3 separate regions of the Zea mays genome follow, and regions 1 and 2 are each linked to region 3. Evidence: chromatin contacts called from public Hi-C data. All regions are on one chromosome and are shown on one strand. The core of a region is the stretch at or near the end of the contact, and the rest is flanking DNA. Distances in the headings are between cores, read along the strand shown.

Region 1 (2,700 bases), core at 102-2,601, 650 kb before region 3:
ATATATATATATATATATATATATATATATATATATATATATATTATATATATATATATATATATATATATATATATATATATATATATATATATATATATATATATATATATATATATATATATATATATATATATATATATATATATATACAGAGGATTTCCTCCTCTCTTTTCAGCAGGAAAGAACAGCATTAGTGGCAAGGACTGCTCAACGTCAATCACATGTTGGATCTCATGATTGAACATAGGCAATGTCGTCCGACTGAGATGTCCAGCAGAAGGAAGACAAGTTGACCAATAACAGGGTACCAACAGTAAATTATTGACAGGAAGATATGGAATTTGGTGCAACACTTACACGCCAGACAATGAATTCATGTCTAAATAAGGCTAAAATATTTTACCAAATCTTGGCATAATCTGCAGCTATATGATCCATCCGCATGCAAATCGAAGCACAAAACCATTTATTTCCACTACTGACTGACCGAATAAACCATAACAATTATGTCATTGGATATCTGGATCGCAATGAAGCAAACAATTGGAACAAACAGTACTAGGCCATCAATCAACATGATATCGAACCAGATTGATGTAACTACGAGCCTCTCAATCACAGTACAGTTGTAGCACAGCGATCCATGGCATACTTTGTAGCAATGATTGACACACTACAGAAGCTGAACACACATACTAACATTTAGCTCCTCATGACGCGCACCAAACAAATCAATAACAGTAGCATCGGCCTAGCAAACCGTGGGAGCAATAACGAGAGGATGAATTCATCTCACCTTCAAGCGGACGGGATCTCGACCTCGCCGTCATCAATCTCCTGCTGCAGGTCCTTGGGGTCCTTGCCGTCGACGGTGCACCCGACGCTGACGCAGGTGCCGAGGATCTCCTTGACGGTGCCGGCCAACTCCTTGGCCATGGACCTGTTCCTCATGGTCCTGGCGATCTCGACGACGTCGTCGAGGCCGATGTTGCCGCTGTGCTTGATGTTCTTGACCTTCTTCCTGTCCCTCTCGGGCTCCTTGAGCGCCTTGATGACGAGCGCGGCGGCGGAGGGGACGACGGAGACCTTGGCCTGGCGGTTCTGGACAGTGAGCTTGACGGTGACGCGCAGGCCCTTCCAGTCCTTGGCCGTCTCCTTGGCAATGTCCTCGCCGATCTTCTTCGGGGAGAGACCGAGCGGGCCGATCTTGGGCGCCAGGGACGACGCCGCGCCGACCTCGCCGCCCGTCACCCGGACGAAGACCTCCACCACCTGCGACGGGTCGAGCTTGGGCGGCATGGCGGCGGCGGCGGCGGGGGTATGGGTAGGGTTTGGGAAATGGTGAGGAGTGAGGACTGGCGGCGGCGTTCTAGGGTTTCGGCAGGCCGCGTTGCCCGTCGTTATATATCTCGCACGTAACCGCGAACGCTTGCTTGTGCGCCGCCTCCTGTTGGGCTGTTTGTGGTTTGGACCTTGGGTCACTCTCTCGAAGCCCACCTAAAATATAACTCGGTTCGGCCGGCGTCGTCTTCCGACTCTTCCCTCTCTTTAGGCGTCAACGAGATGGGCTTATTATGGTCTGGTGCCATGTAGTTAGTGGTTGTCTGGTTGATCCGTTCGGTGCATGCACGGATGTGGCCCATCTTCCCTTTCCCGGCCCACGCCGATCAGGAACAGAGAGAAAGAGAGACAGAGCTCGGTTTCGTCGGCGCTGGCTGATGATTGGTTGCATGATGCACTCACACAAAGTAGATTAACTGTGCTTTCTGTTGAGGTGGTTTCAGTCAGTCAGCCAGGCGTAGCTGCTGCTGACTGCTTAGTTTCACCATCATCCACTGAAGTATTTACGTGCACGGGACAGAAACCGACGACAATGATATATGAGAGTCTGTGAATACGCTTTGCTACGACTGTGTGTGGTCGATTTCCGCGCACACAGGGCATGCAGCAGGTGCTGCACATGTGGCACCCGATTCATTCCGCTCTCTCACTCACAAGATTCCTCGCTCCACGACTCATCAAGCTTCAGGTGACATGGAGTGCTCCCACCGCCATGGATTCTCCCTCCCGATCTCCAGCCTTGGAAGCAACGACGACGAGCTGACGACGATGACACCGACGCGCGCGCTGGCCATTGCATGCACCCCAAGCAATCAGCTCGGCCTCGGCATCAAGCTGGTGCGCTGCTGCCGGCTGCCGCTGCACCGTCGGCTTCCCCCCAAACAGTGCGTGCGAGTGTGACTCCGGGTCATGGTCCATACATTGCATGGATCAGGAGAGGACACAGCCTGTTTATTCCGATCGGCATCACACAGGATTATATTAGGCATGAACAGCCGGGTATAGTATCTGCAGATTTCCTGGGTTATCAACAGCCTCACTTTCCAAGTAGTGTTCTTGTCAGGCATTAAGAGGCTGAGCTTCCACTTGTTGCAGCTCCTCCGATTCGACTTGCTGCGGGGGTAAACATGCATGGGAGCGGGAGCTGATGGAAGGTCCTTGTCTGTCCAACTCCAAGACAATCTAGCTCAACTGACAGTGTTCGCGGCCGGTATGCATGCCCTTGATTACCAGCAGCAGGCGAGTTAGCACTAGCAATAGCCCCTCTGCTTTTCCTGATCAGGAAGGGCACGTTTAGCTTAGCATGCGAGCGGGAGTATAGTGTTGCTTGGATGGAGGCCTCGATTGACCTCACCT
Region 2 (2,700 bases), core at 36-2,535, 850 kb before region 3:
AGCGGGGACGAGGAGGAGGATAGCCACGGTCGCAAACCCCGATCCCGGCAAGAGTCAGCACGGACCTGACCATCGGAGGCGCGCCGGCGGCGGCGCGCGACGACGACGACTTCCCGTGCGCTCCTCCATCCACGGGTGCCAACAGGCAGAAGCCCGACGCCGAGCCGGCGGGGCTAGTGCTCTTCGGACGCACGATACTAACCGAGCAGCAGATGAACCGCAGCGGCGCAACCTCCCCAGCGGCGACCGGCAACAGCTCCACGTGCTGGAACGCCGAGAAGGGGCCCAACGCCTCGGAGGGCTCGGGGGGATCCGGCGTCATCCAGACCAGCCCGACCAAGGCCGCGTCGTCGGAGCGGCCGCCGTGGCTCGGGGGCGACGGCAGCCAGCAGCAGCAGGACTCCGCCGAGCTCGAGCTCGGCGGGCTGGAGCCCGGGCAGTGCAAGGTGTTCGTGGAGTCGGACACGGTGGGCCGCAACCTCGATCTCGCGGCGATGAACCCGTTGCCGTCGCGGTCGAAGATGTCGAAGAGCTTGCGGAGCTGGTCCTCGGAGTAAGGGGACCGGTCTTGGAGGAGGTCGGGGGCCACGAGCGCCACAAACTCGGAGAACTCGATGAGGCCGTTGGAGTTGGTGTCGGCACGGGTGATGAGCGCGTCGAGCTGGTCGGCGCTGGGCGTCAGGCCCAGGGACCGGAGCAAGGAGCCCAGCTCCGGCTGCGTCAGGCTGCCGTCGGCGTTGCGGTCGAAGGACCGGAAGATCTCCTGCAGCTCCGCCAGCTGGTCGTCGTCCAGCCGCGACTGATGCTGCTGCGATGCCTGGGTGATTGTCTCGGTCACGGAGCTGCCGCCCCGTCTGATGCTTGCCATGTCCGGCGACGGGGCAGCCAGACGCAGAGGAGACGCAAGAGCTGTCCGCGGAGCGGCGCAAGAGTTGTCCGCGGCGCAAAAGCTGTCCGCGACGGAGAGAAGAATACGACGCAGACGGCGTGTGAGCACGGCGACGGTAATGGCGAAAGGAGACTAATCTCTGTTTGCTCAGCTCCTATTGACTGTCTCGTATCTATTTTGGAGTTTGCCTGTTGCCTGCGTCTCCAAAACAGAGAAGCCATCGGCAACACCTCCAATTTGTCGAAACCGCTTGTCTGTTGTTTCATAACGGCAATTGTCTCGCACAAACTAGGGCCGTCGTTGGGCTAAGTGGGCTGTTACACGCGGGCAAAGACAAGAAAGAGAAAAAGCCCATGTTGGGAGGGGGTAACGTGCGACCCACTCCACCGATGCAGCGCAATAGCGCAAGCTCTCGCCGCCTTCCTCCTCTCCTTATCCTCCTGACCTCCTCTGACCTCTGCCCCCCCCTCCATTCCCATTTCCCACGCGGCAGGCAGCTAGCCCTACCTCTGGTCTCCTCTGCCACCTCCTCCCCTGCCACCTCCTCCCCTGCCTAGGGTGCGCCTTCCTCGCCGGACGCCGGCGCAGGGTCGGGACGCTTCCGCTGCCGCGCGTTCCACGACCCCTCTCTGGGAGACGAAACTCGGCGCCGTAATCTCCCCGTTCCCATTTCCCCGTCCGAATTTGTGAAGGGTGTCTGTCGGCGCGTCGTGGTTGGGAGTGAGGGCTTGTTGGATGTAATTGGTCCCACCGTCTCATTCCCTGGCTGACCCGCGCGGCGAAAACGCGGGTGCTTTCCTAGTGGGTAGCGCGGATGGCTGCTGTGGCGTCGCTTAGGCTAGATGTTGCCCACTGGAGGATGGTCCACTGATACGATTTAGAGCGCGTCTTGTGGCCTCAACCAGCAACCATATCTCTCGTCTCTGTTTCGTTGAACGGCGGTTATTTTTTTTTGGTGTGTGTGTGTGTGGTGGGGGGGTCGATGTGTGATTCTGTTTAGAGGAAATATGATCTGTTCGAGACATGTAAGCGTGTACGCCTGTGTCGGCACACAGAGGCTGTAGAGTCGTTTAGACGAAATATGATCTGTTCGAGACATGTAGTCGTTTCAGTATGGGGTTGTCATTTTTGTGATATTTACAGTTTTACTTTTCCTTTTGCAAATTTGCAGGGCTTGGTAGATACAGACCTGGGATTGCCTTTTCCTAGTTCAGCATGGAGGGCACTCTAGTTCAGTCTGCGGTTGTTCCAACCGTTTACAGAAGCAGCTCAGGTCGGTTCCGTGTGCGTGCAAGGGCCAGAACCAATGCTACAATGGTGCGAAATATGCCAACAAGGACTCTTACTCTTGGTGGTTTCCAAGGATTGCGTCAGACAAACTTTTTAGACACGAGGTCCGTGATCAAGCGTGACTTTGGATCGATCGTGGCAAGTCAGATTGCAAGACCGCGTGGATCAGCCTCAAGAGGGGTGGTTCGTGCCATGTTTGAGCGCTTCACTGAGAAAGCAATCAAGGTGATTATGCTTGCACAGGAGGAGGCAAGGCGCCTGGGACATAACTTTGTTGGGACAGAGCAGATTTTGCTGGGGCTTATTGGTGAGGGCACGGGTATTGCGGCGAAGGTTCTGAAGTCTATGGGAATCAATCTTAAGGATGCCCGAGTTGAAGTCGAGAAGATAATTGGACGTGGCAGTGGGTTTGTGGCTGTTGAAATCCCATTCACACCTCGTGCAAAACGTGTATTGGAATTGTCCCTTGAAGAAGCTCGTCAACTTGGTATTATCTTCACCTATCTGCACAGTTAGTTCAT
Region 3 (2,700 bases), core at 83-2,582:
TGCCACGACGGCATGTACTTAGGGCTCTAGCTCCTCTCTGCTAGACACGTTAGCACACTGCTACATCCCCCATTGTACACCTAGGCCCTCTCCTTATGCCTATAAAAGTAAGGTCCAGGGCTCTCGTACGGAAAGGTTGGCCGCGCGGGAGATCGGGCCGACGCGTAAGTCCCTCGCTCTCTCTCACGCGGACGCTTGTAACCCCCTACTGCAAGCGCACCCGACCTGGGCGCAGGACAATACGAAGGCCGCAGGGTTCCCCTTTTGCCTGTCTCCTTTCCCCCCTTCGTGCTCCGTCTCGCGCCGACCCATCTGGGCTGGGACACGCGGCGACAATTTACTCGTCGGTCCAGGGACCCCCCGGGGTCGAAACGCCGACAGGTTGAGTCGTTGCAATAGTAGTAATCCGTCACTTTATAGATCCTGAGCCCCATGGACAACTTTATCTTCTCCGCACGTAATCCTAATGATACTTAGATTCTCTACACAGCCAGATTCTTCTCACAGCTAGATTCTCGGAAAAGCTGGTCAGAAAAAAGCTGAACCAAACAGACCCTTTGAGCTTCTTTCGCAGAAGTTTTCCACCTCCATTTGTAGCCATTGGATGAGGATATAAAGATCCATGCTGCCAGTTTGCAGGATTGCACACTGATATACTACTAGAGATCACACTTCTATGTTGGACTTAGGATCTTCTCGACATTGATCTGACAAATAAATTTGACAAGTGAAAAATGTTTTCTGCTGATGGAGCAAAAGAAGGCTTTATTCGGATTCATTGTTCCTTTATCTGGAAGTCCATCAAGTATGGATGTGTTACACATTGAGTATATGATTGGATTAATTTGATAAGCATTAATGCAATGCATAATCTAGGTGTAATAAGTCTCTAGTTCTATCATACACTGTCAGCCAAAATGCTGCAGGTGTGTTGCATGTAAATTCAGTGGCACCTCAATGTTAAGAACGAGAGAAGCATTCGGCTGAACTAGGACTCTGTTCGGCATTAATTATGATGTTTTATTAAAAAATAATCATATATTATTATTTATGCAGCAATGCAAAGTAAACATTTTTCTGATTAATTAACTAGATTCCATAGCTCAGTATATCAAAAATTCAAAATAGAACCACTTTTATCAACAATGGCCCATCAATCAAAAGCCCACTACCATATATGGGTAGATTCATGGTACGAACTCTAAAACCCTACGGCCCATGGGCCACAAAGAAGCCCACCGATAGAGGCAACGAATGGAACGAAGAGGATCTGGCATAATGGGCATATTCGCCGCCGTCAGCCTATCCACCCTCCTCCGCCGCTCGCCTGCCCGCTGCTGCGCTTCACCCCGCTCTCGCCTCCCGCCGCCGCGCCGTCCCGGTCGCGATGGCCCTGCGCTCCCCGGATCTGCGGTGGCTCGGATCGCTCACGAGGCCCGGCCGCCTTGCACCATCCCCACTCGCCGCGCTCGCCTCCCCACGGCGCCGCCGCCGCGCACCGTCCCCTTCGCCCTCGCCCTCCGACTCCTCCACCCCATCTACCGCCCCTACATCCGACAGTAAGTCTCCCCTCCGTTCTTGCTGTTGGTCCAGTGGTGACGTGACGGCGAAATGCTAGCCCCAAGGGTTTTGCTTTTCTTTACCTGGTGGGCGCTGAGCATTCTCTGCAGGTGGGCCGGGAGCGGAGGGGATGGAGGGGCTGGAGTGGAAGAAGATCAGTGCCAAGAGGTTCGGGATCAAGGAGTCCATGATCCCCCCCGAGGCCTGGAACGTACTACACCGCCTCCGCAGCAGAGGTGCGTCCTCCACCCCAATGTCCCTGCTAGTGTTTGCTTTGTTGTCCTGCCAAATCCTGAAATGCCACTGCTGAGGTTGGATTTCAGTCCGGTGTCCTGCGACTGAACTAGTGGATCGAGTACTTAGTTACAGGTCAAATGTCAGAACAAATGCAGACAGGATTTAATACTCAACTCAGCCTCATATAAAGCAAATATAATAGTTGCATTTTACTTAATTAGAATTGAAACTATCTTTTATCTATACTGCAACAGAATCCATCTATTTTTTATTTGAATAAATTTGAGTAGTTTGGATAAAATCATATTTCAGAATGAAAGATGTAAGGCATACTTTGTTTTGTGAAGATATAAATGTGACTAGAGGAGAAACGGTTAATTGGATATGAAAAATGCAAAACCATATTTGTATCCTGTTCGGTACTAGTAGTCGATTAATATAGCTAATCAGATATGAATGTGATTTCAATTCCATTGTACTTTTCTCCATCTGTTAATTAGGTGCTTGAGTATCCTTTGTTGTTGCTAGGGGTGGTAATGGATCACGATCCAAATGTTTCTTCACGATTCGTTCGAGCCCTTAATTAATTTTAGCTCAAAAATAAATAGAAATACAGCCTGATCCAAATACGATCTGATCCTTAAATTTTATAGCGTAAAATTTAGATCCCATTACCACCCAGTTGTTGCTGGTTCATTGCATTACTTGCTTGGTTGATATGTTTCACTTTTTTTGGCAGGATATGATGTGTACCTTGTTGGTGGTTGTGTTCGAGATCTCATAATGAAAAAGACGCCAAAGGATTTCGACATAATAACAACAGCTGATCTTAGGCAGGTTATAACTCAAATTAACAATGATGTGATCATGATGTAGCGGTATTACTGGAATGAAGGTCTACTC

The links. Hi-C and Micro-C count contacts between places; a contact is called where the count stands out from the background.
Region 1: a contact with region 3 is called in a Hi-C map of endosperm, with 5 times the contacts expected there. The contact joins the promoter of LOC100282351 here to the promoter of LOC100382483 in region 3. A contact is called at or near these places in 8 of 25 Hi-C or Micro-C datasets (bundle sheath, ear, endosperm and 4 more) and 1 of 3 datasets of contacts at active chromatin or transcription factors (leaf).
Region 2: a contact with region 3 is called in a Hi-C map of ear, with 3 times the contacts expected there. The contact joins the promoter of LOC100502219 here to the promoter of LOC100382483 in region 3. A contact is called at or near these places in 3 of 25 Hi-C or Micro-C datasets (ear, tassel and an unstated tissue).

Annotation. Positions count from the first base shown.
Region 1 is chr2:66,220,746-66,223,445 of Zm-B73-REFERENCE-NAM-5.0, forward strand. LOC100282351 (60S ribosomal protein L12-like) reads right to left here and starts at 1,352. Exons shown (of 2, transcript NM_001374366.1): 1 at 800-1,352. The coding sequence starts at 1,302. The coding sequence ends at 802.
Region 2 is chr2:66,024,345-66,027,044 of Zm-B73-REFERENCE-NAM-5.0, forward strand. LOC100502219 reads left to right here and starts at 1,286. Exons shown (of 10, transcript NM_001363235.1): 1 at 1,286-1,540; 2 at 2,061-2,666. The coding sequence starts at 2,105.
Region 3 is chr2:66,874,944-66,877,643 of Zm-B73-REFERENCE-NAM-5.0, forward strand. LOC100382483 (Polynucleotide adenylyltransferase family protein) reads left to right here and starts at 1,333. Exons shown (of 13, transcript NM_001175222.1): 1 at 1,333-1,559; 2 at 1,671-1,796; 3 at 2,537-2,634. The coding sequence starts at 1,388.